Linked DNA regions of Mus musculus: regions 1, 2, 3 and 4 are each linked to region 5. The links are chromatin contacts, called in public Hi-C, HiCAR-type and promoter capture Hi-C maps. All regions are on one chromosome and are shown on one strand. The core of a region is the stretch at or near the end of the contact, and the rest is flanking DNA. Distances in the headings are between cores, read along the strand shown.

Evidence for each region. Promoter capture Hi-C pulls out the DNA fragments that hold promoters and counts their contacts. Hi-C and Micro-C count contacts between places; a contact is called where the count stands out from the background. HiCAR-type assays count read pairs that join an accessible place to other places.
Region 1: a contact with region 5 is called in a HiCAR-type map of astrocytes, with 3 times the contacts expected there. The contact joins the enhancer-like site here to the promoter of Pikfyve in region 5. A contact is called at or near these places in 2 of 39 promoter capture datasets (hippocampal neurons and pre-B cells) and 4 of 115 datasets of contacts at active chromatin or transcription factors (astrocytes, embryonic forebrain, large pre-B cells and 1 more).
Region 2: a contact with region 5 is called in a HiCAR-type map of astrocytes, with 2.7 times the contacts expected there. The contact joins the promoter of Map2 here to the promoter of Pikfyve in region 5. A contact is called at or near these places in 1 of 39 promoter capture datasets (hippocampal neurons), 1 of 484 Hi-C or Micro-C datasets (cerebral cortex) and 2 of 115 datasets of contacts at active chromatin or transcription factors (astrocytes and embryonic forebrain).
Region 3: a contact with region 5 is called in a Hi-C map of B cells, with 11 read pairs. The contact joins the promoter of Kansl1l here to the promoter of Pikfyve in region 5. A contact is called at or near these places in 18 of 39 promoter capture datasets (the 3T3-L1 cell line, the C10 cell line, the HPC-7 cell line and 12 more), 27 of 484 Hi-C or Micro-C datasets (B cells, CD4 T cells, CD8 T cells and 21 more), 23 of 115 datasets of contacts at active chromatin or transcription factors (the 230-238 cell line, DN3 thymocytes, the SCID.adh cell line and 19 more) and 2 of 9 other capture datasets (adipose tissue and liver).
Region 4: a promoter capture Hi-C map of pre-B cells shows a contact between it and region 5. The contact joins the enhancer-like site here to the promoter of Pikfyve in region 5. A contact is called at or near these places in 10 of 39 promoter capture datasets (the C10 cell line, cranial neural crest, frontonasal cranial neural crest and 6 more) and 4 of 115 datasets of contacts at active chromatin or transcription factors (astrocytes, bone marrow-derived dendritic cells, embryonic limb bud and 1 more).

The regions. Positions count from the first base shown.
Region 1 is chr1:66,894,050-66,899,915 of GRCm38.p6, forward strand. No RefSeq gene overlaps it. Among named protein-coding and RNA genes, the nearest start is that of Gm25832, 30 kb to the left of the region's middle. Within about 2 kb of position 1,837, at least 76 of the 459 cell types and tissues checked have an H3K27ac peak or open chromatin away from gene starts, as enhancers often do. A contact at or near this core is called in astrocytes, hippocampal neurons and pancreatic cancer cells, where this site is marked.
Region 2 is chr1:66,320,354-66,325,513 of GRCm38.p6, forward strand. Map2 (microtubule-associated protein 2) reads left to right here and starts at 1,371. Exons shown (of 15, transcript NM_001310634.1): 1 at 1,371-1,789; 2 at 2,051-2,115.
Region 3 is chr1:66,814,595-66,819,821 of GRCm38.p6, forward strand. Kansl1l (KAT8 regulatory NSL complex subunit 1-like) reads right to left here and starts at 3,001. Exons shown (of 15, transcript NM_001122738.1): 1 at 2,780-3,001.
Region 4 is chr1:66,757,043-66,762,674 of GRCm38.p6, forward strand. Kansl1l (KAT8 regulatory NSL complex subunit 1-like) reads right to left here. Exons shown (of 15, transcript NM_001122738.1): 6 at 5,006-5,210. The region is part of intron 1 of Gm46093 (a long non-coding RNA gene); the gene reads left to right. Among named protein-coding and RNA genes, the nearest start is that of Gm46093, 22 kb to the left of the region's middle. Within about 2 kb of position 2,344, at least 6 of the 459 cell types and tissues checked have an H3K27ac peak or open chromatin away from gene starts, as enhancers often do. A contact at or near this core is called in pre-B cells, where this site is marked.
Region 5 is chr1:65,184,203-65,190,099 of GRCm38.p6, forward strand. It overlaps Pikfyve (phosphoinositide kinase, FYVE type zinc finger containing), which reads left to right and starts at 2,483. Exons shown (of 42, transcript NM_001310624.1): 1 at 2,483-2,631. It also overlaps a transcript of Idh1 not described here.

The sequences.
Region 1 (5,866 bases), core at 587-3,086, 1.7 Mb after region 5:
TACAGATTGGTAGGATTAATATTGTAAAAATGGCCATCCTATTAAAAGCAATCTATAGATTCAATTCAATCCCCATCAAAATTCCAACATTTTTTTACAGATCTTGAAAGGACAACTTTCGGCTTCATATGAAATACACAAACGCGCGCGCGCGCACACACACACACACACACACACACACCAAAACAAAACAGAAAATATTTTCTGTGTCTTTGACCTGTGTTTCTCCTCTTTCCTCTATTCCTTTTATTCATGGATTTGGTCTTTTCATAGTATCCCAAACTACCTGTATGTTTTGTGCCTACTGTTAAGTTTTTCAACTTAACAGTTTTCTTTATTAGCAGTTTTCATTTCTTCTAACTTGTCTTGTGTGCCTGAGACCCTTTCTCCTATTGCTTGTATTCTTCCAGTAAAGCTTGCCTCTGCAGTTATTGTTTGAGCTCTTAATATTTTCATTTCCAAGCAGCCAGATGAATTGTCCTACAGCTGGTGAGGTGGAGCATGCTCAAACACCAGAAACCTCAGACTTGTGACTGGTAGGAGTGGGGCTAGCCCCCTTTCTGTTTCCATGCTTCAGAGTACGTACCAGGAGACCCCAACCAGATGGTTACAAGTACAGCACATGGGATTCCTCCGCATGCAAATAGAGCATTATCAGCATCTTAGCCTCGGCCAATAGAATACATTTAACCCCCAAATCCCACCCCACTCCCTAACGTTCAAATATTCCCTGTCCACATGGAATAAATCATACAAGTCATTTTATCAAGGATGTTCTGAGACTGGCTTTTTTACTGAGCTGTAACACTTGGCAGGAGGCTCTCTTCTCTTGAAGAACTTCTGGACCCACCTGCCTGGCCAGGCTCCAATGTTCACAAAGGCTCACGTCAGAATGCCCTACCATCACCATCACCATCACCATCACCATCACCATCACCATCACCATCACCATCACCATCACCATCACCATCACCATCACCATCACCATCACCATCAGGGCTACCACTCTGGGACCCAGCACCCCCAGGTCACCTAGCCCACGCCAGCTGCCCAAACTTCTTTATTCCTCTTCTAAGAGCCAAAGTTACATTTTAAGTTTTAATTGCCTTGCCTAGAGACAGATACTTGCTGAAATGCTGGCAGCTATTGTTTATAGGAAATAACAAACCACATGTTGTCACTTCCCTAAACAAGTTTGTTTGACCCAACTGCACCAGATGTGCTTGACCACAAGTGAGTGTGTTTGTGTGTGTGTGTCGGGTGGTGGTGGTGGTGGTGGTACTTAGGCAAGAAATATATCAGGATGTATATTTAAATATGTCAGGGTGTGTGTTTGCCCCTGCTTGGATGTAGGTGGGAGGTATACAGGCAGGAAGTTCCTTAGGATATGTGCTTCCCCCAGAATGGACATGTTGGGAAATATTGTGACTTTACAGGGTTGCCTTTGTGAAGACTCTGCACAAGGTGACTCATGGTCATTTTCTGGGAAAGCAGGAATGGATCTGGCCAGAGTCCATCATCCTGCTCACTGTTTAACTAAAGCTTGCTTTAAATTTCACGCAAACATTGTGATAGTGTTCTTCTTCTCACCCAGTGGGATTAACACCAGATACGCTTTTACAAGAGAGATTACGTGTGACAACGAGCTATGTTCTTCAGCCTGTGCGTGTCCATCTGACTACAAAGCTTAAATGGTGCTGTACATTAAGTTCAAAGAACAGCAGGGTTAGGCAAGAGCTAGCAATTGTTTGCCTGCATTAGTTACTTTATGGTGCTGGTCAAAGAACGCCAATTAAAAACACATAGAAAGAATGCAGTGAAAACTGGCTGCCATCTGCTGGTGGAACATTTGAGTGACTCTAGGTCTGTCTTAATGTCCTTAGGGCTCCAGCATTCCTGATAGAAGGATCTACACTTTTGGCTACTGCTGGCACTCAGCCCCACCCAGATTCATCAATATTTGTTACATTAATAAATCAGCTAACAAACCTAAGTGCAGTGGTGTGCTGCTTTAATTCCAGCTCCTGAGGAAGCTGAGGCAAGAGAGCACTGCTTGAGCCAGCCATAAAAACTAAGTGAGAATTCATTTCAAGGAAAACGAAAATCTTAATAAACAACTAAATTAATGGGAATCAATTGCACTGTAAGCAACCCTGTGTGCGCCCCTCCAGAGTACACATTCTGGGGTTCTCGCTGCTGTGGGTTTTTTCACCTACGTCCACAGCCTGATTGACAATGGTAAATGCATTTTATAATAAAACCAGAAGATGGCAATAGAGCAACATAAATTTAAACACCAGCAGCTTTGTGTGGTTTCATGTAGCCTTTGTCCTTCAATACATGGCTAGAAACTGGCTCTCCAACCTTTTGTCTCCCAGTTCCCGTAAAGATCTTATTGTACAAGTGGGCTGAGACACAGACTGTCCTTAAAAGAAAACAGACCTCCCCCCCCCACCCCCCAAACCAGAACAGGCCAATAACAAAATTCCACACAGCGTCAGCTTGCTGTGTGAAGATGAATATAATGAAACCTTTCTCAATTGGGCGAATTTGTGTTTTAAGAATTTTATGAGAATACCAAGAGGAAGTGTGTGGGGGTGGGGGTGGGAATGTCCAGGACACGCCCAAAGCAATCTGTGGTCATATTTTTGCCCCCATTTTCTGATGTGTGAAGTCCCAGTATGGTTAAGCACTGAGGTTTGTGGAAAGCTTCCAGGTCAGTGTTATCTTCCATTAATAGTCTGTGTGTGCACAGGCGAACTCTTTTTCTCTGACATTCAATTTCCTCTTCTGTGAAAAAAAAAGGAGTAATAATAATAATGCCCATTATCTCGTGGTGATGTCAGAAGGATTAGATGAAAGGATACATTTAACTCTCTGACGGTAATAGGAAGCTAAAACAAATTCGGGCTTGCCATCACATTTGCATGAAAGAAGCTTGCTTTGTGCTAGTTTTTAATTGAATACCCATCATTGGATTGTATCCATCCTCCCAACCCCCCCCCGCCCCGCCCCCCCCCCCCCCCCCGCGCCTTTAGTTTCCTGTTAAGTATGTAGTTGAAGCAAAATGAAAGAGGCATAAAAATGTCCACGGGCAGGCTGCAAGTGCATATCTTCAGTGCGAGTTAAGTAACAATGGCATTCTATCCGAACTAGGAGAGTATGGTGTTCTCGCTAGTGTTTCTTCCGTGCCCAAAAGGAACACTTTTATTAGTAACACTACATTCAATCAATCTCTTTTAATCAAATTACCAAACACTTGCCTGTCTGTTTTCCCTCATTGTTGATGTGATTAGAGTTTCATAGAGCAGGTCTATGCAAAGTGGTGATACTTGGTCTTATTTGTGACTGTGATAGTAGCAAGCACGTCAATAAATCAAGGCTCTGCTCACTCCTGTGGTGTCAATATTCGCAGGAGGGCAACTGTTTTCACTCGGAAGTTTTCCTTTCGAATCTGCACATGCTAAAAGGCTTCACTGAAGTTGGTAGAAGGGCTCCAACCCATTGAGAACTAGTGTTTACGATCGCATAAGTTTGTGAGCCTGTGAGGAGAAGCCCCCAAACTAACAAGTGCTTTCATACAGGTCAAAGCTGAACAGTAGGGCACACAATTATTACCTCTTGCTGTCTTTCCTGGCACCCCACTTCCTGTCATGCTGACAGTTTTGCTGTCTTTGGAAGGGAGGCAGAGCCAGTAACTGAAGAAAGTGCGTTCCCTTTAAATAGTAAAGTTCTACCAAGGCAGAGAAGGCAGTGGGTCTCATCTCTGGCTGCACATTAGCAGCACTGGGGGCTTTAAAGAATGTCAAAGCCAAGGTCTCACTCCAGGTCTCGTAAATCAGGATTTCTGAGCTCAGATCCGTAACTCAATTTATAATGTTTCCTAGGTGGATCTGGTGTGCTCAGGGTCGAGCCCGCCAGAGCTCCGTGTTATGGAGGTTGGCATTTTAGCCCGGTCTTGGGTGATATTTTTATGACGCCCCTGTCCTGGTTTCTCAAGCTCCCTTCCCGTGCTTTATATTCTCCTTGCTAGTCTCACGGTGCCTTTCAGCCCACCAGCCACCGACTGCACAGAATCTAGTTCATCTGAAGGGATTTCCTTGGCTTCGTGTCTCTGTCCTCTTTACTTACAGGTCTGGCTTTCTCTCCTTAACTCAAAGATCAAGGGACCTTTTCTTCCCAGCCTCAAACCTCCTGCTGCTGCTTTCAGGACAGTGGCTTCTCCATTATCCCCCCCTTGCACCCCCCCCCCCCCCCCATCCAAGATAAGCAACCCAGACTCAGCAACTTGAGCATCCACCCTGGGCCAGGTGGAAGGCACAAAAAGGAAAATGCACTAGAACCCTGTCACATGAGAAACGAACACCGACCCAATTAGACCGTGGTGTGAACTGAGCAGCAGGGGATTTAAGTGACGAACACAGAGAGAGCAAAACAAAGGCCGGTGCCAATTTTTCGGTACTTACCACTTCATATGCTGAGAAAATGTCACTCTACCTAGTCTAAATGGCAATCAATTTTCCCCAATTTTAAAATTAATTGCCCTTTTAGTTTCTGTCTTTTCATTCAATGATGTTTCCTGAAGGAGTAACTTACGTTTTATGCCTCCTCAGGTTTCTCTTACGTTTTTTAAAAACCTTTCCTCCATTTTGGCATCTGTTCCCACTTTAATGTTATTTAGGTACCATCTTGAAGATCTCACCCAGTGACCACTCCATCTAGACAATCAGTCTCAGTGAAGACTGTAAGCCCGATTAGCTACTCAAGCTCATCCCAACAGTGACAGAGCAGCAGCTACTCAAGCTCATCCCAACAGTGACAGAGCAGCGCCATCACTGGAAAATACCACCAATGCAAAGTACTCGAGTGTTTGAGACAGGCTTTTATTCTACTACCCTGGCTATTCTTATGCTCCTGACAATCCTCCTGCCTCAGGATAAGTATAGGTTAAAACGTATACATATATATGTTTTATGTGTGATCATAGATGAATACATTTTGTGAATGTCCCAGTTCTGTTTACTGGTTATACTTACTTGCATGCCCCCAACAATTTAATTCATCCCAAATTATTGCTGCGTGGGCCAGGCTGACTGGCCGGCAAGCACTGGCTCATGTAGCATGATGCCTAGCTCTCTGGGCTCTCTGGAGTGGGGGGCCAGTATTGTAAATGGATTCACCTCCCCTCCAGACCTCATATTCACGTACGTTTGACATTTGTGAAGCAGACAGCCACTTTCTTATGGAAATCAATGCTCTCGGGGAACACTAAATGTTGATTCAGAAGATGAAGTGAACTCTAAAAGAAGAGATTGAGAAATTCTGTGTTTGTTTTTATTGAATAGTGCATTTCCCCTTAAGAAACTCACAGTGGTCTGTTTTGCTACCCATCATCCTGATATTAACCAGAGATGAAATATTTATAAGGTAATCAGTATTATCCTTGTGAAGTATAGATTTTATTTTTAACTAGAAGAAAGTTCAATAGAATTCTCTAATCAATGTAGTATAGGCTGTATTGAACTAACTAGACTAGAAACTTGGTGTAAGAGTAAGAATAGTTTTTAGGTTCTCCAGTTTGGTTGAGTATAGCCTTTTGTAGAAGGATCTGATGGTGTTTTGGGTTTCTTCAGGATCTGTTGTTATGTCTCCCTTTTCATTTCTGATTTTGTTAATTAGGATGTTTTCCCTGTGCCCTCTAGTGAGTCTGGCTAAGGGTTTATCTATCTTGTTGATTTTCTCAAAGAACCAGCTCCTCGTTTGGTTGATTCTTTGAATAGTTCTTCTTGTTTCCACTTGGTTGATTTCGCCCCTGAGTTTGATTATTTCCTGCCATCTACTCCTCTTGGGTGAATTTGCTTCCTTT
Region 2 (5,160 bases), core at 121-2,620, 1.1 Mb after region 5:
AAGAAGGGCTGTTGCTATGATCACCCAAGTTCTGTGGCCTTATACACAGTCCAGCACAGACAGTAGGCAAAGCTGGTTCGTAAGATTAGTGCAGTGTGTCCTAAAAGGGGAGAATGTTGCTTCTGCAAATGAAAGGTTGACAAGATCAAAGGCACAGGATCTTACTGGATTCTGTTTTGCCTTCAAACAGCATAAGAGGAAAGAAGAGAAAGTCACTTGGTGAGAGGGGACAGCCCAGTGGGCTAGTTAGGAAGCCAGGCTGCTGCCTCTGTGTGGGAATTAGGATGTAGTAGCCCTCAGGCCCCAGCTTTCTCATCTGTGAGGCTGAGTGATTTCTGAAGATGCAGATATGGATTGGATCAATCCCATAGAAAAGAAAAAAAATGAATATTTATGAAAGCAAAATTAGCTCATGATCAAAAATGGGGAAGAACATGGCAGCAGGAAATGAAACTCCATCTTAATTGAATTGAAAGCACAACACAAATCTGTCAGAGGCAGAGCTTTCTAGAAGGAGGAGAAGGAACTGTATCCTTTTGTCTCCAGATTTTCTCCACTGTACTCCTGTTCTCTCTTCCTGGCATCTCCCTTCTCTCCAACCCCCACCCCCTTGCTTTTTGTTTCCGGTAACCATGGTGATACTTCCTCTCAGCAACCTTCTTTGCAGCTGGCCCTTTTGATACACAGAAAATTTACTCCATTTACTGGTTCAGGGCTCTAACAATGCTTTACCAATTCATCTATTAACCATTTTCTCCAGGATAATACAGGTGAAGAATTATTCTACAGTTAAGTCCCCTACATAAAGCACACTGTATGACAGGGATATTCAATTGTTAATTTCATTTGCTAACACGAAGGGGAGACTGGTTATGCCAAACACTGAGTTCCCTGTAATAACCTTCACCTCAGGGACAGCAAAGTCCCAGTCCTCAAACTGGTTGTCACCTTCTTTTGTATGGAACCAGAATAAAATGATTGCAGAGGGATATCACATGGCTAGCCTTGAAGTGACACATTGCCAAGCTTGTAGTTATCATATTTACAAAGCCTTTGAATTTTCTGTAGAAAAATATATACTAGTATATACACTTCTTTAATACATACCTTTTTGGGACATAAATAATAATATGGGATAGTTTTTAAATATTGTATTCATCTGTCAATGACAAAACCTCAAACTATCTCTAGTATACTTCATATAGATAATAAAATTCCAATTAATGATCATTTACTTATGTCCAGTTTGTGTAGCTTAACTTGCCTGTAATCCTATATTCCTGAAAACGAGTCTCTCTAAGCCTGCCCCGCCCCCACGTGTGTGTGTGTGTGTGTGTGTGTGTGACACAAAGGAGACCAGATGATGACATTCGTAGGCTTATAGACTTGACTCCTGGGGACACATTTGGATGGAGGCAATTAAAATGCCTGTCAGGCATTTGGTACCAGAAGTCCCCATGGCAAACCGCTAAATCCTAAGCCAGAGGCAGCATCCTTTTGTCAGTGAATGATGGCGGAGCTGAGTGGCTTGTCATCATTCTCGAAAATTCTAAGCCTAGTGAGCTCTCTCTCCCTCTCCTACTTGCCTTATTTTCCTTTCCGCCACTGCGGGGACTTTTTCTAATTTGCAGCTTCCCTTTCCACGGCACACACAGACAGGAGCTGGTGGCTTTCAGACTGCGTCTGTCTGGAGCTAGCGACACAGAACAGAGGGAGTGTTCCTGAAGCAGGGTTCTGCGGTGGCAGCTCTTACAGACTCCATTCGAGGGGTATTGCTGCATATCTACCGGTAATGCTTTAGGGCTTTTTACATTTTCTTTTCTTTTTAATCCACGTTTTCAAAGGATCAGCTTTATGTGGCCTCGGAATACTGTGTTTTAAATACGTTATTGAGCTTAAAATCCAAGCGCTGCCTTTTTTGTGCTCCAGACTCCAAGGCATACATTTATTATCTGGATATCAAGGATGAATGGACTTATTGGTGAGTTGTGATTTTTGATATTTATCTGACAAACCTATATGTATATATGTGTTTCTTTTGTTTCTCTAGGTTCCTCAGCTTGTCTCTAACAGAGGAAGCACTGATTGGGAAGCACTCAGTCAGAAAATTAAAAGGTACTGCATGATTTATTTGGACGTTTAAAGGAAGGGCAATTGAGAAAGAATTGGAATGCTTTTATTTTAGGTTTACCCTCATGGCTGGTTTTTTATCCCAGAGTGGATTGTCTGATCTTTGTCTAGAAGATGTAGGAGTTCTTATGCAGATTTCACCATCAGCCGAGGCTATTTTGAATAGAAAGTATCTAAAAAATATATGCCTTTTGTCTATGCTGCAAATACTAAGAAATATCAGCTTGCCTAGCTCATCTGTAATGTTTGGATTTTTGTCATTGTGACAGTTAACAAAATGTCTGAAATATGTGTATCACAAAGAAAATATATTTATTTGAACTTAAGAGAAACATGTTAAAAATTATTTTAGATGGAGGTTTCCTGTGGATCCATGCTTTAAAAAATAAATATTCTAAATAAAATGGTTCACCCTTTTAGATGGGAAGAGCTTTGGAGACTGAAGCCCAGGGATGACTCAGTGTTGTGAAATTTGGTGAATAAAATATTATAATTTCTATACAATATCTTTAGTATACAACAGGAAATATATTTAAAGTCAGAAATGGTTAATTTTCAAAAGAGCTTAGTATCATATGCTTTATTCAGAATTAATAACATAAGAAAATAGATCCTTTCTCTTGCTATGAAAGCAGTTGAATCCATTGATCTGGGCCTCAAGCCTTACATGAAAAATAATCATTTTTAAACTTAGCATGAGGGTGTATATTGACTTGAAAGGGCAGTTATGATTACTGCCTGCTCTTTAATTTTTTAACTTTATCTCTGACTTTAACATATGTTCTTGTCCACAAAACCTATATAGTAGTCATTTACCAAAAAAAAAAAAAAAAAAAGATGAAGAAGAAGAAGAAGAAAGAAAGAAAGAAAATGGAAGACATTTTCTGCCTTCCTGAGGAGAGACCAGTCAGTGCCACCCTTAAGCCTTTTCCTGGCATCCCGATAGAATCCTCCTTAGAATTCTCCTTTAAGACTGTCAGTTGAAAATATTTCATACTTTTAGCTTTCTAAAAACTATACTTTTTAAAAAATGGCTGAGACAACCGCTATAAGCTTGAAAGATTCTAGCCGTGAGAGTGTACACCATGAATCGGAGGATTTACAGCAGGTTCATTTTCTCTGCAATGGGTAATCACGAGCGACTTAATTTATTCATCCCACAAGCATTGCTGAAGAGCCCGGCTTCTGTGGGTAGTCCCAGCACAAGAGAGGAAGAGACACATGGCACTGTCCTCAGGCTTCCAACGCGTAGGCTCAACCATACATGATTCTGAACAGGAGAAGGAATTAAAATAAATAAATAAATGAGTGTGCTCTCCCAAGAGATGCCACGTTTTGTTCTTAAAGACAAATGACATGAAATGACATGGTTATGCATTTTCCTTGTCTCAGAAATTCGTCAGGAGAATTATGTATCTAAGCCTCAAACAAGCCCCATCCCTACCTCCATACCTCTTGGATGTGGGACAAATCATTCTTTTTGGAGGTTTCACTTAGAGTAAATGAAAATACTTTGTTGTATTTGATGAAAATTGTCTATTTCTTTCTTTATTTATTTTCTGACCAAACCCCTGTAGAACACACACACACACACACACACACACTCACACATACACACACACTCACACACACATACACACACATACACACACACTCTCACACATACACACACACACTCACACTCACACACACAAATGCATACACACACTCACACACACTCACACGCACGCACACACATACACAACACACAACACACACACACTCACACACACATTCACACACTCTCACACACACACACTCACACACACACACACACTCACACACTCTCACACACACACACACACACTCACACACACACACACCACATGGTCGATTCCTAGCTTTCAGATGTATATTTATTTTGAGCTTTGGGATATCTGTGCTAATTTAAAACGATGAAATTATCAACGTCCTATTCAACATGAAGTCTGCAATATACTGCCAACATGAACTGCTCAGCTCCATTGCATTTTTCTGTAGGCACTGGAGGGCTTGCATATGACCACCAAGAGGCCTCCCTTGCCTCCTTTCCTATGGCCATTTTGAAAACATCTATGGGGTATGCTGATGGACTTTCTGTAGAACAAACCTGTTTGGTAAAATATCTGTTAGTGAGTCAAATCCAAACAGGCTTGACTTCCAGAGTTGTAAGGCCGGTCTCAGTTCCGTGGCATGACTAATCAATATTGTCTGAACAACTGTTAACTCTTTACTGAATTTTCTTTCAGTCATATTTTCACACCCAAAATAGTGGCTGAACTATAACAGTTTCAGCTAATATCTATTTAATTAATTTGTAAATTAATAAAATTTGTATGTGTGTGTCCTGCTAATAATTACTGTTTTTAGTGGTGGTGTTTGAGACCAGCATTCAAATCCTAGTCACTCACTCTACACCTGAGCTACATTTCCAATCCCTAGTTAGTAGTATAAGATAAATTATTTTGGCAGAAAGGTAGAACTATGTGTGAAAATTTCTTAAGATTATGGATGGAAAATAATTTTTCTGAATATTAGTTAAAGAGGAAATTTTTTTCAGTTTCACCAGAAGGAGACAAAAAGGCAAACTGCAGCCTGGGTTTTGCTTATGGGCACCTCCCACACAGTATTCCAGGCTCCACTCTGCTGACTACACTTCAGGTCTCCTGCCAAGCTTCTGCAGTAGCAGAGGGCAGAGGACTTGATCTCTTGATTTCTCTGCAAATGCCATGCTATAAATGATCTCATATGAGCAAAAGAACAGTGAAGACTAGATTCTATAAGCAGGAGTGATGGCTCCCCTGTAATCCCAGAATCCAGGTAGCTAAGGCAGGAGGATTGCCAGTTCCAGTCCATAGTGTGTCTAGGACAATAGTTCCTGGTTTGAAAAGCAAAAATAAAAAAGGATGAGAGTACAGGGAATTAGGTTCTCTATAGCCAAAGACTTTGTAAAGAAACTTTTAGAACCATAATAATTGTGGAGAATGTAATTTATTATCACTTGCTTTTGTT
Region 3 (5,227 bases), core at 1,751-4,250, 1.6 Mb after region 5:
TATCCCACTGTCATTTTGCACTACACAACAGCCTCACTCTTTGCTGTAACAATTTGATAAGCCAGATCAACACCAACCTTAAAGACAGCCCTAAACCTAAAGGAAACAACTTTCTACTTCTTCACCTGACACCTCATATAGCAAACACAGACTTATATGGGAAGGAACAAGATATGTGTAAACCCAAGAAGACATCATGACAGCATGAATGGCTTGCTGCATGTAAGGTTTACATGAAAGAATAGGCGACCAGCAGCAGGAATGCCATGGGCAGTAACTCTTGGGCTGTGAACAGTCGGGAACAAAGCACAGAACCGTAGACACTGCCTTCCTGTTTGTGTAGCACAGAGTCTATGGGAGAAATAACGATGATCAGGATGAAATGTTCACAGTAGCACCTTGGAAGCGTGGTGAGTGAGTCAAGGATATCCACGTGTAAGGATACACGCAGGAAAAGCAGACCAACATTTTGGATATGCCATGCTTATCAATGGCAAGTTACTGGAACATTTAATAGAAAACTATAAAGACTAGTGAGGCCTAGCCGTATGGAACAAGTACTCAAACAGCTCAATCAGTTACTACATTAGCAACTCTGTACTCTTAAGACAAAAAAGGAAAAGACAATTTCCTGACGGCTCACCGGTTTAAAAAAAAAAGTTTAAATATTTGCAGCCAATCGGCAAGTCTTTACTAGACATCCACTATTTGCTATACTCATGTGAATATGAAGTTTTCTCTCAAATACCTAACAGTAAGTTAGGAAATGCACCAGATACCACATACAGGTCAGTGTGGGAGTGGGAGTGGACAACAAGGTTTTCCCCATATAGCCAATCCTGGGTGATGAACTAGGCTATGGCAGGAGACACATTTATACCTCTATGAGTAAATTAATACATGCTCAAAATTGGGGTGTCACAAGAGCATAAAAACTTTAAAAACCGGCTCAGACTCCTATAAATCTAATGGGGAAAGGGGAGTATACTATTTCAAAGACTTGTGTAATAATTTACACAAAATATTAGAAAAACCCCAAACATCTGCCAATAGGAAAAACTAAAAATATACTCAAATGATGAAAATGTTAAGCAGTTATTAAAATCGTTTTTCAGAGAATATTTAATATTTCTACTTTTAAATTAACTGAAAACGCATGCTCTCCAGTTTTAGGGAAAATTATACATAGATAAGAAGTGATAGCAGACCTTGACAGTGATCTTTCAAACCGTGAAGAGAAACTTAAAGTTACAGCAGTTAGGCACACGTTCCTAGGTCAGCTCTAAAGGGGACCTGGATTACACAGCAAGTCCGGAGGCCAGCCTGGTTACATGGCCAGAAACAACACAAAAAGTGCAACAGATCTGGCGAAAATCAAATATCTTACTTCACGGCTTATTCTTAAAATTCCAAAAATATGCTAGCTTTGTTAAAAACTGACGTTATGTTACACCACCACATTACGTGGTGATTTATGCTCACTAACACAAGGCACGTGATCTTCATTACACTCTTTTAAGGCAGGAACTGTATTACGAAACGGTTTTCCAGAGGAAACAGATGTATCAGCAAGGCTGTGACTTGCCCAAGGAAACGGCTAGTTAGCTCTCTGGAAACCGCAGAAATCAACCCCCGGCATTACTAAACAGTCTGCGTTCCACACCTGCGCTTTTCCCCCTCCACTGTCGAATTATTTTTAGAACTACTTCTACCCTCAAATCCTGCCTGTTTTGCCAGCTGTGCTCAGGAACAGTTTCGGGGAAGTTATGTTGCTATCAAACTTGCCCTATCCAATCAGGATTTAAAAACCTTTCTACAAACACAAAGTTAAACTATTAAAGGCGGCGGCGGCGGCCAATCTTTCTTAGTCTCTCCGGCACATTCTGCGTCCAAGCTGGGGGAATCAAAGCCAGAAGGTGACTCCCACAACTCCAGTCTCCCGGGAACCCGCGATGGGAACAGCGAGGACAGGGAACCGCCACCGCGCCTTCTGCGGGGGTACCGAGGACGCCCACGCAGCGCCCGCTCCTCGCAAGGCAGATCCCAACAGCTCCTTCCCCGATTTGGGACCACACAACACCGTCCTGCATTTATTTCTCCTTACCAAACGCTGTTTCTTTTTTTAAAGCTAGCCCTCTCCCCTCTTGGGCACAAGCAGCAACACCAACTCGGACCGGTTACCTTTCAATAAACCACAACACTCCCTTCCACCCCAAACAATTCTAAAGGCCAAATCCATAACGGCCCCAAATAAGAAGAAATTAATGTCGCCGCTGGCCAGCCAAGCTCAGCGTTACGGAAAGCTTCCCACAGAGCGCCCCACACCCCCAGGACAGGCGCCGCTGCTCCAGCCTTGCGGGGGGCGGGGGGGGGGGGAGGGAGAGGGCGTGCCCAAGAAAAACCACGTGTTCCGCCTTCTGCGCACGCGCCAGCCAAAACAAAAGGGAGGCCTGCCAAGCCCCGCCCCATCCCCACGTGACTCGAATCCAGGCCCGCCCCCTGCCCCGCCCTCCCCTCCCCGCCGTGTCTGCCAAGGCTGTTAGGTTTAGCCGTTTAAATTTGGCTGCGGTCCGACCCCTGCCCCAAAGCACGGTCTTGTGCCGGGGCCCGCAGTCCAACGGCAAGCAGGGTTCGGGGTGCAAAGGGGGCTGCCCGGCGGACGCCGAGCCCGCGAGTCCACCCGGCGGTCTTCTCCGCTCTTTCCCGCCCCGCGCCGCCGCCGTCCCCCGCCGAGGAGACCCACCCCCCTCAGCCCGCCGCTGCGACGCCGGCCACTCGCCTGCTGGGGCGCCCTGGCTGCCCTCCGCCGCCGCACCTTCGGTCCGGCCGTGGTGGGGGCCGCCGAGGCGATCTCTAGCTGTCCGCCCGCCTCCCCCCACCCGGGGCGCCGCCGACTCGTCTCCAGAGCGCGCCCCGCTCCCGCCCCGGCTGACGCCGCCGCCGCGGTTTAACAGTCCGCCCGCTGCCCGCAGCTCCGGGCGCTCGGGGGACGGAACCCTACGGCGGAGGGAGGGGAGTGGGGGAGGGCGGGGCCCGGCGCCGGCCAATGGCAGCGGGGGAGGGGCGCGCCATGCAAATGAGACGGGCGGCGGGGAAACCCCGGCGGGGGCGGGGCCCGCGGAAGCCGCTGGGAGCGTTCTGAAAGCAGCCTGAGCGCGGTGGCCGAACTCTGCCGGCTCCCAGTGCGTTCCGCGCCGCCGTTGTCCCGCGCTCTCTCCACCCCGGTGCCAGCCCGCAAAAGTCACCCCGCCGGCCGTGCTGCGGGGCGCTGCGGTTTCTTTAGGTCTGTTACAGGAAAATAAGACCTGGAAACTCCGGGCGGGCAGGGCCGTCCTGGCCAGGCCGAGGGTTAAGCAGCCCTCAACGCTCCAACCTTTTGCTTCTATGGGTCCCAGAGGCTCGATCCCGAGTCATGCTCTGTCGGACCTCTGAGGACCTTAAAATAGGTGGCAGACCTGCCATGGATACATTTGAGTTAGCTTATGATTAAGGAGCTCTGCAGTTAACTCTGAGGTAGCGCAGACCAGCGGGATTTTAATGGAAACAGTTGGCTAGAGACAGAAACATCTCTGCGAGCGAGTCTTGCACCTGGCCCAGCTCGCAGCTCGCAGCTCACCACCGTTAAACGCACCCGGGCATTTCCCCAGGCTTGAACTTGATGCTTGAGAAAAAAACGATAGCCTAAATATAGCTCCTTAGATAATAGATTAGACGCTTTGCTAAGCAGATTTTCACTAGAATGCTGTAGGAAGTGAAAAGGCACTAGAATTTTTAGATCGATATATCACTTCTACCTTATTTATTTGGAAGGGCTTACAGGCAGGAGTGTATAGAATTGAAGTCATAAAGAAGCAATACTTAAGACATTACCAGAGTTGGAAAATTAACTGTTCTTTCTTTTTCTAGTACATGAATAAATAGCTGAAATAATTTTTATGATAAACTGCCTACAGTAGGGAAAATGGTTATAAAAATTACTCAGAACAATAATTGCTCAATATGGGTCAAGGATGGGCAGTCCAGAAAATAGATTTGCCTTCATTCAATTAAAAATCATGGACTAACAGTGTGTTGGAGGAAAAAGTAAACACTGGATATTTGTCATATTTAAAGGGATGGGTAAAACACTTAAAGAATGTGGTAGGGTCTGGAGTGATGGTACAAACCTTTAATCCCAGGCACAGGTGGGCCAGCCTAGTCTAGTGGTTAGGTCCAGGATAATCATAGCGACATACTGAGACTGTGTCTAAACCCAAAACAAAACTGCACAGTGGATGTATAGCCGTTTGAGAAGTCAACGGTGATCAAGCAGTTCTAAGATCCTGTATTCACCTGGGCATTCATTTTAAAGGCTTCACAAAAAAAAAAAAAATGGGAGGAAGGCATGAATAACTTAGAAAGCAGTACCCTTAGGTGGAGATGATATGCATCCAACTATTGGAGCAGAAAACAACACTGTCTCTTACATTGTTAAATCATAGACAAGAGAGGGCGCTTGCCTAGCATGGGTGAAGGAGGCCCTACACTCAGTATCTAGCAGAGTAATGACTGACAAGGAATTCAAATTTAAAGCTGGGGTAATTATGGAGCCTACAGGTTACTTTGTCAAGCCAGGTGTGGTGGTGCACGCCTTTAATGCCAGCACCTGGGAGGCAGAGGCAGGTGGATTTCTGAGTTCGAGGCCTGCCTAGTCTACAAAGTGAGTTCCAGGACAGCCAGGGCTATACATACAGAGAAACCCTGTCTCCAAAAAAACAAAACAAAAACAAAAAAAAAAAGGTTACTTTGTCCCTGTGAAGTAATTGCTTATTACCAAAGCAAAATCCTTGTAAGTTAACCAAATGTGTACTGAAAACATATTTTGTGGTGATATTTATACTCATAAGGGGGACAGAGCAGCAGGGTGCTTATATTTGCAAAGCATAGTAAACTTTGCAAAATTCATAGAAATCTACAACAAGCTTTTAACTGTAGTATCTCATTTGTTCATCAAACACGGTAGGAAATAGGTTGTTTTCCAACACTGGGGTAATCCTTGCATCTTATAGCTAGCCTCAGTCTGCCAGACTATGTAGACCTTACATAGATATAGCAAAATATGAAACCATCATGTATGTAACACTTTCCTTTTCCTTTTACATTCAATTTCATGATACTTCAAAAGTAATAAGGAAAAGTAATAAGAAAAGAATGTGTAATACCACAAGCTGGAAATTTATTTTGTAAA
Region 4 (5,632 bases), core at 1,094-3,593, 1.6 Mb after region 5:
ATGTTGTATGCATATCATTTTCTCATGCTTTACTCTTACGATCTAGATAAGAATTCCCATGATGTATTATATAAGAATGGGGACAGTGAATACCTTTGTCTTGCTTTTGATTTTAGGGAAAATGCTTTTACTTTTCCCCTTTTTGTATACTTTTGGCTGTACATTTGTTAGGCTGTGTGTGTGTATGTGTATGTGTGTGTATGTGTGTGTGTATGTGTAGTATACCACACACAAGTTGGTTTCATTTCAGAGATTTAGGAATGATTTAACATAAGAAATTAATAACTATAACACATACATATGTAAAGAGACATAAAGCACATGATTGTCTCACTGTTCCAATGGATAAGGGGTCCTTGACCAAGTTCAACATTTTTTAAATAAAATCCCTGCAGTTGGGAATAGAAAGAACATAATCATAGATAGATAGATAGATAGATAGATAGATAGATAGATAGATAGATAGATAGATAGATAGATAACATAATCATAGATAGATAGATTAAATAGATAGATTAGATAGATGATAGATAGATAGATAGATAGATAGATAGATAGATAGATAGATAGATAGATAGATAGATAGAGAACATAATCATAGATAGATAGATTAAATAGATAGATAGATTAGATAGATAGATAGATAGATAGATAGATAGATAGATAGATAGATAGATAGATAGATAGAGAACATAATCATAGATAGATAGATTAAATAGATAGATAGATTAGATAGATAGATAGATAGATAGATAGATAGATAGATAGATAGATAGATAGATAGATAGATAGATAGAAAGAAAGAAAGAAAGAAAGAAAGAAAGAAAGAAAGAAAGAAAGAAAGAAAGAAAGAAAGAAAGAAAGAAAGAATGAATACGTGGATGAGATCATGCCATGCTTTTCTACCCTCTCAGGCATTCAGTGAGAGGAGGGGTCTATTGTTCCTGGGATGGAAATGCCTTTATAAGTACACGGAATGCTGTTGTGTTGTGCTTGGCCTTCTGTTTGCACTTTTAAACAGTCTTGCTGTGTTACCCTCCATGTGTTCTCCATGTGGACTACAAACTCACCAATGGCTACTTGACACCTCATGTAGCTTCCTCATGTATTTAATATTCTTTCTTTGTTCTGTTGTTTGTATTTAACTCTAATGTGGCATGGAGAGCTTCTATTCTTGCCATATTATTAGGGCTTCTTAGTGCCTCCAGTGTCTGTTTCTCTGTATCACTGGGTTTGAGAAGTTTTCTGTTTCTCTGTATTTGTAAAGGTTTGTTATGCTTTTAGCCTCAAATTCACCTCTTCTATTAAACGTACATTTAGGTTTTTCAAAGTCACAGGCATCCTGTTTTGTTTTGTTTTGATTTGATTTGATTTGATTTGATTTGATTTGATTTGATTTGATTTGTAAACTAATCTCTAAATGTACTCTTGACTTTGTTTTTAATCCCTGGTTTGTTTCTTCTTCTTTGACCTACTCCATGTTTGATAGTTTCCACTGGTGGTTGTGGCTGTTGTTGTTATTGTTGTTGTTATTGTTATTATTATCATTAATTATTATTATTATTATTATTATTATTTTGTTTCTTGTTTGATTAAAGTTTCAGCAATTTTAATATAGGTCCTGCATTGACATCCACACTTCAGTCACCTGCTTTTTCAGACTTTCCTCTCTGAAGTCATTGGTCATATCTACAGTAGGCTTTTGAATTTCTTGTCTTACACTGTAATGATTTCAGCATCTTTGGTTTTACTTACTGAAGAGTTAGCTAAAGAGCCTTACCAGCTAAATTTTTCATTTTCTTGGGATTTTTATATTGTGACTTAGACATCTCTTGAGATGTATATGTATTTTTCTTTTCTTTATCTATTCATAACTTTTGAGAAGGTCGTTTTCTCTTGGGCTTATAGTCTGCAATACTCTTTAAAGGAGAGGAAGTAGAGATTAATAACAAAACAACTATTTGTCCAGAAAACAATTATTAAAATGTATTAAAATGCAAATTACTACTTAACCAACATCCTTAGTAAGATTATAAAGGGTCTCAGATTGTAATTACAAAAGAGGAAAGTTTAAGTTATTAATAATGCCAAAGCTACTACTAAAAATAAGTTGAAAAATTGGTGAGTTTGGAAAGGGGTAAGAGAGAGAGAATCAGTAAAGAAAATAGTAAAAGCATGAAAGCTATAACAGAGGGAGGAAAAAGCAATCACAAGAGCAGGCCAAGAGGAACAAAACCAAGAAAAATAAACAGCTAAAAAAGTGAAGAAAGAGAAAAGCAAGTTAACTGCCAGTATTTCCTTCCTGCTAAGATACTTGTGGGTTGTCTTTTTAATTTACAGTCTGTCTTCCACTTCCTGTTTCACTTCTGGATCCCTTCAGATTCCTCCTCAGTCAAAAGCCATACCTGTTCTTGTACTGGAGTTCCTTTAGCTTGGCAATAAAGCGTGTGAAAAGGCAGTATTCTTAATCTTCTGATTAATTTGCATCTAAAGTTTAGTGTATCCTTACACTAAAAGCTTACATCCTTAAGCTATGAATTTAACCAATGTTTCCTATTTACACACAAACACACCCACTTGTCTTCAGTGAAAGATTACTAGTAATAACAATAGGAAAGATGTTCTCTTTCCCTTGAAGAATCCTTGTTACAGATAATGAGGAAGCCTATTTCACATTGTCTTCCTCCTTACCTGCTAGAGCCATTAGCCATCCCCTCTCATCTTGAAGCTTTAAAGTGGCTGAGTCCATTGCGGAATGGAGGTTCACTCAAGACTGTGTACCATTATTAGTGTACATTACTAGTGTACCATATGGCTTCTGTGTCTGAATTTAGCTGTGACTCTTTTTGCACATCTCTAAATAGTTCAGGGTAGCAATTAGCCTGATAATCTCACATCTCTGATAGATCCCTGAAAAGGAACTAGCTTTTAAGTTGTTCACTGTTTTATTAGTCTAAAGATAGAAGTGATACTGGAATGAAACCATAAATCCTGAAAATGCCTTTTAATATTTAGAAGTCAAACAGAAGAACTGATGATTAGCTAAGTACTTCCTACATCCGGTTGACTAAAGAAGAGCTCTTAGCCTCTTCATTACATTGTTCCTTCTCAATGCATTGCCTTGAATCAGCCAGGATAGAAATGTTCTTACAGACTTGTACCCTCTATTCTCCAAAGGATGACACAGAACTGATACCATCCTAGGTGCACAGGAGTTAACTTGTTAGCTACTACCCTTTGAAATTTCAGTGGATGCTTCCTAGAGTAGGTTGGTTTCTTATATAACAAGAAAATAGCCATCACATTCAGAAAATCCAATACTGACTTTCTGTTTGTTTGATGTATTGCTGGGAATGAAGCCAGAATGTAGTGTTGGGTGGAAGGCAGATGCTCTACCATTGAGCTACATCCCCAACCTGATGAGTATCTTTATATAATCTATCAACCATATTTCAGTTTTCTCATTGTTCGAAGAATATTGTCCTGCTGACAATATTCTATTCTGGATCACATATTAATTTGTCATATTTCTCAATATCACAATCAAGAACAATTCTTCATGACATGACATTAAAAACTTTTAAGTATACCAAGCCAGTTGTTTCTTAGTTTGTCTAATCAATACTCATGTTTAAGTTAGAGTTATACACCCCTGCAGCTGGCTTTGATAACTTGGATGAAATATTTTCTGATTGTCAAAAATAAAATTATAAACCTCTGACAACAGGTAGGAATGGTTGTTGTACTTTTAAGTCTATGCAGATATTCTATTCTACACTCTCTTCAATCCTGACCCCAGGATTATTACCACTCTCTATTCTTGCCAGTCATTCTTTACTTTATCATCCATTCTGTATTTAACACCCTGTCCTATCTACCTGCCAGTCTATATTTACTATGTGTCATCAGTGGGAATTCATGATGCATGTCCTTTTTGTTTTGTGTTGTCTTGTGTTGTCTTGCTGTGAGACATTGTCTGATCTAGGCCACCATAGCTTGGAGCTCACTGTGTGGCGCAGGATGACCTTGAACTTTTCACCTCTTGCCTCTACCTCCCAAATGTTGAGATTGCAGGTATGTGCCAATATGCCCAGTTTTATGAAATCCTGAGCCTCAAACCTCAGGGTTTTGCAAATTACCAAACACTCATATATAGCATTCATAAAACTTGGGTTCAACTCCCAGCAAAGTCATGATCCAGGCACTCTAGATATGAAAACGGGGATCAGTTCAAAACCATGCTTGGTTTACTAACACACTAAGTTAAGGCCAACATAGTATACATAATACCCTGTTTCAGAAGGGAAGGAAGCTGGGAAGCAAACAAACAGGAAAGCAGGAAGAAAGAAGGGAAGGAGAAATTATGGATTTTGATACTCAAATATTCCTATATATGGCCAGAAGAAATTTATTCAGCTAGCTCCTGAATACCCTAAAAGGACTCCGTATTTTCTTCTAATGGTTCTGTGATTCTAGTAATCCACGCTAATCTTATACCTCTTATTCACCTGAGCAAATATTTCTAAGACAAACATGTAGAACATTTTAGTATTACCTGTATATTTTAGAAATCACCTTGACATTTAATTTTCTTACAAAGTTAGTTTAATTTACTTACAAAACAGCAACATACTGTAATTTAATGACAAAACAGCAACCTACATTTGTTTTTTTTTTTCTTTTTGTTTTGTTTTGTTTTTGTTTTGAAACCAGGGGTGCAGTTTATAGCTCAGTATAAAGTGCAGGTTTAGCATGCAGGGGGCCACGTTAAATCTCCAGCAAAGAAAACAACAATTATTTCTTTAAAAAACAAAATAAGAGAAATTTCAGAATACTTCTTTGTTTAAAAAATGCCAATTTTATTATCAGTATGTTATTATCTAATTTATAAACTGTATCTCTGTATGTAATTATTCTAAGTATCTATGTATAACTCACATCCAGTTGTACTCAAAAAATACTTGTAGTGAAATCTTTCTTCATGATTTCCCAAATGCAGCCTTACCTCGGGAGTCCAGTAAAAAGTGGGACTCAATCTGTAGAGTTTTCTCTTATGGAAACTTTGAAGGGGCCTTGTTCGCGCAGCTGTACTCATGATAGCCAAGGATGGAGATTTCAATCTTGTCCTGTCTTTTCTCCTTTTCTTACTGTGCTTCTGATTAAGTAACCAGCTACTGGAGGAAGAGAGCTCATCTAAATTCTCTGAAGCACTGAAATGTATGAAATAATTGGAGATGGGGGTAAAATAAAATGAACAAAAGCACAGAAAGCTAAATGTAAATTTTATGGTTTATTATGATACAAAAGCATTCAGTTTTAGCCAATTTTACTATAACAATAAGTAAAATAATTGACATTACTGGAGAATTACATAGTAAAAATATAGAAATAATCTGAATTTTCTGCTGCAAAATATACATCTTCAAAGCTAAAACTTTGCTTAGTATAAAATTAATGTTCCTTATAAATCATTAATTCACATCCAACACAGTTTTAACAATTTATGCCAATTTCTTTTTGCATGACGGTGAAGTACATCAAAACCAAAGGCTTAAAAGTACAAGGGCTCATCCTTGCACCTTTCATTTCTCTTAACTAAGCAATTTTACTGCATACCAAATCTTAGTGAATT
Region 5 (5,897 bases), core at 1,233-3,732:
GAGAAAAACAACTTTGAAGAGATGATCTATGGGATAGTAGAGAATATTTACTTGACTTTGAACATTAGAACAAATATAAATTTAAAAACAAGGAAATTTTATCCTTTGTGGCAACATACTGAACCTGGAGGAGCCTATAGGAAGTGAAATACGCCAGAAATAAAAGCCCTGTAAGGTCTCAAGTGTAGAGTTTTAAAAATGTTAAGTTAGAAAGAAAAAGAGCAGAGTGGTAGTTTTTAGGGGTTGGGGAGCAGAGGTAAGAGGGGAAAATAGGAAACAGAAAGCAAATGTTCAGAAAGTCATGGATCCTGGCAACAATACCCAGGGTTTTCATGAGATGCTTCCACTGGCCAAATCAGGGGCAACTTTTAGAGAATAGTGACAACTTTTAAAGAATAGTGACAACTTTTAGAGACTGAATAGTGACAGTGTTGAATTGGGGCATTACTGAGAAAAATTATATTGATACTAACCAATATAAAGAGAGGGAAAGGCTACGAATTCTCAGTAAAGTATTATAAGCACGTGAGCACAGTACCATAGTGCACCCAAGCCCAGCAAGTATCATAGAAGTGCTTGGATGGAAGTTCTGGGAAAGAATAGTTACAGGTACGCACAAAATGTCTCTACAGATAAAATACACCTGGGATTAATTTTTGATGTCTAGGATGAGGTAAGAACCCAAACTAATTTCTTTTCCTAAAAGAGAAGTCAATTTTCCCACAGAAATTAAACTTCATGCTAATGTAGGCACGGAAGTGCAAACTTCTGGGGAACATGGACTGTGTTATGGCCACAGCTTTACCTTTAGCACGGTACCTATGTGGCCAGTGACTGGCGCAGAGAACGAGGACTTGTCCAATTAATGACTCATAAAATGTTAGCTGAGGAGCTGGAGAGATGGCTCAATGTTAAGGGCATATACTGCTTTTGCAGAGGACCCAAGTTTGATTCCTAGCACCCACATTTGGGGGCTCACGACCTCCTATATCTCCAGTTTCAGAGGAATCTGACCCCCTGGCCGTCCCCCTATGCTCCTCTGGCACCCGCTCAGCCCACTATATCTTTTAAAAAGTGTTAGTTGATCGGGTGTTTCTGTACATAGAGTTTCTTCTGTATCTTGCTATCCTCTCTGCTGGATTATCTATTGTGTTCTCTTGGTCTATTTTATAATTTATTGTACGTTTATGGAATATTAGGGTCTGTTGGGCTAATTTAAGAAAAGATTTTTTTTTCTTCTTCTTAGGGAAGATGCTTGTGTATGTTTATGGGCCAAGGAAGGAGTTATTGGGAAAGGTTTGTTTGAAGAGACATTGCAAGCCCCCAGGGATATGTGTGAGGGACGTGGTTGGTGGTGGAGGTGGTTAGGTTAAGGATAGATAGTACCCAAGGTAGCCCGGTGTTTTGATTTGTATAGATGACAGTTAGAGTGGAGAGTGGAGAGAGGCACAGTAGTAATGAAGACCAATGCGGTCAGAGGACGCTGAGGACAAGATCCAAGAGCCAGTTAAGGATGGTGACCAGGAGTTGCAGCGTCCCCTAGCTTCAGGTTTTGATGGTAATTTCCAACGTTGAAACAAATCAAACAAACAAAAAACCAAAGCTGGGTGGGAAATGCCAAAGTTTTAGAAGAAAAGAATTCTCAGAATATCACCAACCTTCAGATTCCTTTCAATGCTCCCCTGCAAAGCCCTACGCTTTCAGTAAGCGGGTTTTAGCTTGTTTTCTACTTTTAACGGCACAGCCCTGTTAGCAGGACAAAAATAACGGGTCATGTTAATACTAAGCTGAGCAAGTCAGGGCTTGATAACTCTTATCTGCAACACAAAACCCGAATTAAAAAAAGCTATATTCAACCTCACTTGAGTCAGATTCTGTGCCAACTGCCTTTCATGCACAGTTCTACCTAATCCTCAAACAAGACCACCAAAAACATTAACAACAAAAACAACAACAGTAAAACAACAGGGAGTAAACGCAGCTATAATTAACCCTCCTTTACCCACCAGAGGTGTGAGGCCTAGAGAAACAAGCGATTTGTTCAAAGACACATAGTTGGTGTTAGCGGAGTCCTGAAAGGATCCTGAAAGCTAATTAACTACCTCTTCACTCTGGACTACACAGGTAGAAGTCGGTCCAAGAGAGCTCTGAGAGCGGTCCTAAATTATATGTGCTCACGTTGTTGAACACATACGGTAACAGCGACTGGCTGGCGTCTAATGCCTGGCGCGCGTGATGCTCACATGCACCGTCCTCCCCGCTTCCTTCAGGATGGCTGAGGCAGCGTTAAGTCCTCTGGGGGGAGGGGGGGGGGGGTCTAGAACGATACTCTCTGGGTTGGATTCTTTCAGCCTGAACATCTGATCGGAAGGTCTAGAGGGCGGAGAAAAGTAGGCGGAGCCGGCCCTTGGAGCCGGTTGATGATTGGTTAGAAGGGGTACTGGGCGGAGCCTTGAGGTGGTAGGCGGAAGCGAGAAGCCGCAGTTACCGCGTAAGCCTCTGGGCTTCTCGGCGCGACCGCCGGCTGCCTGAGAAAGCCGGCGCTGTGCTTGGCCTCGGCTTCCCGGCCGAGAGTGGTGAGGCGGAGGCCGGGGAGGCGGGAGGCCCGCGGGGCCGGGGCGGGAGGCGAAGGTAAGGGAGGCGGCGAGGCATGGGCAGGCAGGGCGCGCAGTGGGAGGAAGGCCAGCGTGGGTCGCGGAGCACCGCCGGAGGGATGGCGAGGGCCCGGGGCTCTGCGGCCGAGACTCGGCCGGCGAGCGGGGAAGACCCGCCGGGAACCGGCTGGCTTCTGAGCGCCCGGCGGCCCTGTGTGGCGAGACCGGCCGCGGGCCTCCTGGGCCATCTCCCGCCGAGGCTTCCTTGACACAATGGAAGTTCTCTTGCCTCTCTGTTTTCCTAATGCTCGAACTTATTTTGGAGGTGGACCATGTCATCCCTTCCTCTGAGCGGGCGAGCTCAAGTCTCAGGGTGCAGCCTACTCTGGAAAAGAAAGTTCTGACCCACAGAAACCATTCCATGCTTGAGTGTGTCCACCAGCTTAAATGCTGGTTTTTGCCATTTGAGGCTTTTATTTTTCCTTTTTAACTTTAACGTAGTCCTGTTTTGAGGAGGAGGCTTTGTTTCCGAGTAAGTCGTTTCCCCTTTCCCAAGAGGTTCCCAAGAAAGGTTGAAAGTGAAATTTGATGGATGCATTTAGGAATTTAGGGTCTTCTGTCCTATGTAGGTTCTTAGGACATTCAGGGGAAGATGGCAATTCTGCATAAAGCAGGTCATTGCTGTGTATCTTAAGTGCGTAATGTGTTAAATGATGAAGGGTTGCTTCTTCAGTTGGTGCATCTTGTGTTGGTAGAGGTAGACGCCCAGCAAACCTCACCGTCTTGTTTTACATTTATTTGAGTCTCTTTCTGCCTCTCCAGGACTCCCACTCTGTCCCATTCCCTCTCCCCCCCCCCCGGGGGGGGGGAGTGAAAGAGAGATAGACAGAGACAGAGACCGACACACGTGCGGGGTGGCGGCGGGGGTTGGGTGGGGGGAAGATAGTCTTAGTTTCTTTCTCTTCGATTCATTAGGTTAAGGCTTGTGACTAAGGTCAGGACTTTTCTGAGAAGCAACACTAATTTCCTGAGTCCTCCCCCTCCCTTTGCCTCTTTCTGGAAAAGTTACGTGGATCACACTGGTTTTCCTTTAATGTTTCTGTTGTGCATGGGTCACAAAATGAACAATATGCCTTTCTTGATGGAAGCTAACATTGCTTGTATTCAGCTGTCCTGCATTAATAGATAAAAGTTTGAGAATTATACTTAAGAAAAAAACACTCTAGAAAATGATTACACTGCTGTTTTGAATTTCACCTACAGTTTTCGTATGAGCTGATAGGTCAAGCTACACTTTAATATCGAATTCATTTTCTGATTTGCTTCACCAAGATACTCATTTCAAATCTGTGTATACCACACTAGTGCAGAGAAACACTGCAGAAGTTGTTGGATAAGTAGGTTAATATTTCTAATTATGTATTCAGAAAGAGCCATCCTTTACAGTATAAACAGTTATTATGCTGCTAAAAATCAGAGTTGTAATTTTTTTGGTTGCTGGTGGCATGTAATTATTAAGATTAGGTCTATGTGGTTGTATTTATGTTTTTAGAGACTGCACTTGATGTGATGTGTGTTTTCATGATAATTTTTTACTTTCACATGTCCAAAGGTTAAAGAAAGTTGTGGATATAGAAGACCTTTAGAAGTAATTCTAAGACTCTGTAGGTGGATTGGTTTTTGTGCTTTCGTTGGTGCTTTTGTGGACGTAGAATAGGTTGTGTTTGGAAGCATGAGGGTTTTCATTGCCATTACATCTTTTTTCTCTGGTGGTCTTTAAAACAAAACAAAACTTTGAGTTTTTACTTGATTAATCGCCATCTTAATCCTTTATGCTATAGCATCGAAGTTGTATGTTAGCTTGACACAAGCTGGAGTTTTCAGACAGGAGAGCCTCAATTGAGGCTTCATAAGATGGACTGTAAGCAAACCTGTAGGGTATCATCTTAACTAGTGATTGATGGGGGAAGGCCCAGCCCCCACGGTGGGTGGTGTCCATCCCTGGGCTGGCTGGTGGTCCTGGGTTCTATAAGAAAGCAGGCTAAACACTTGTTCATGAGGAACAAGCCAGTAAGCAGCACCCCTCCATGGCCTTTGCCTCAGCTCCTGCCTCCAGGTCTTACCCTGCTTGTGTTCCTTTCCTGACCACCTTTGATGATAAACAATGGTGTGGAAGTGTAAACTAAATAAACCCTTTACTCCAGACGTTCCTTTGGTCATGGTGTTTCATCACAGCAGTAGTAACCCTGACTGAGACAATACTTTACCTGATACTAGAGGTCCTCCTTCCCTGTCTTTCTTCTTCCCTTTCCTCTCTTTCCCCTACTCCATCGCCTTCCTCTTTTCTTTTCCTCCCCATCCTTTCCAATAAGCACTTGTTGCCAAAATTCCATCCAAGTCAGTGGTTTCATTTCTGTTTTAATTTACTAATTTGAGAGAATCTTGAGTATTAAGAGACTACAGTTGGCTAGAATTGGAAGTCTGTGAAGAATACAAATTTTTTTTGATAGAAGACTGTCAGAGAATTTTGTTGCAAGAGTTGTATAGTCACAAGTCTATTTATTACTATCTCTGATTCACCCAAAAGAAAACTGTTTTAGTTGCCTCAATTGTTAATTATAGTAATAATACTTACTTATGTGACTTCTAGGAGTGTTGTGAATATAAAATGAACCTATACATCTGATTTTGAAGGAGAAAACAGTTTTAGGAGAATATAATGCCCTTTTTTCTAAAGTATAGATAGATTACAAACTTTAGCATTTTTTACTAACATAGCAAAGGATATTTCTCTTTAAACTTTCAATCTAAGAGGGGAAGAGCCTCAGTCCCTTCCTATGACTTTATTTCGTGACTAGACTCACTGCTTTGGCCCATTATGCTTTCTTGGTTACTTATAAGCAAAAACACCTTTTAAGAAGGTCATACCTTAATGTCTTTTGAGTTTAGGCTTATAAGGTAGTTGTGGAAATCCCAGGTTCCTGTGCCTACGAGGAGAGAAGAGGAAGCCTGTTGATTCGAGCACTTGTCACAGGCGTTGCCAAAGCCCTTTGCTCAGATTGCATAGACATGTCCTGCCAGCTGACTGGCTTTCTTTTCCTCAGATACATATGTAAAATGAGGCTGAGTAGTTTATGTTATATAAAGTCAGTTTCTGCTCTAACTTTATAAAGCTATTATTATTTTAACAAAAAACCTTGGACACCTATAAGTAATGGGAAATTTTTTGTCTGCTCATATTTACGTCTTACCTGTAGATTTTAAATTAACTTTAATTGTAAAGAGAATAAGAATGGTAATATT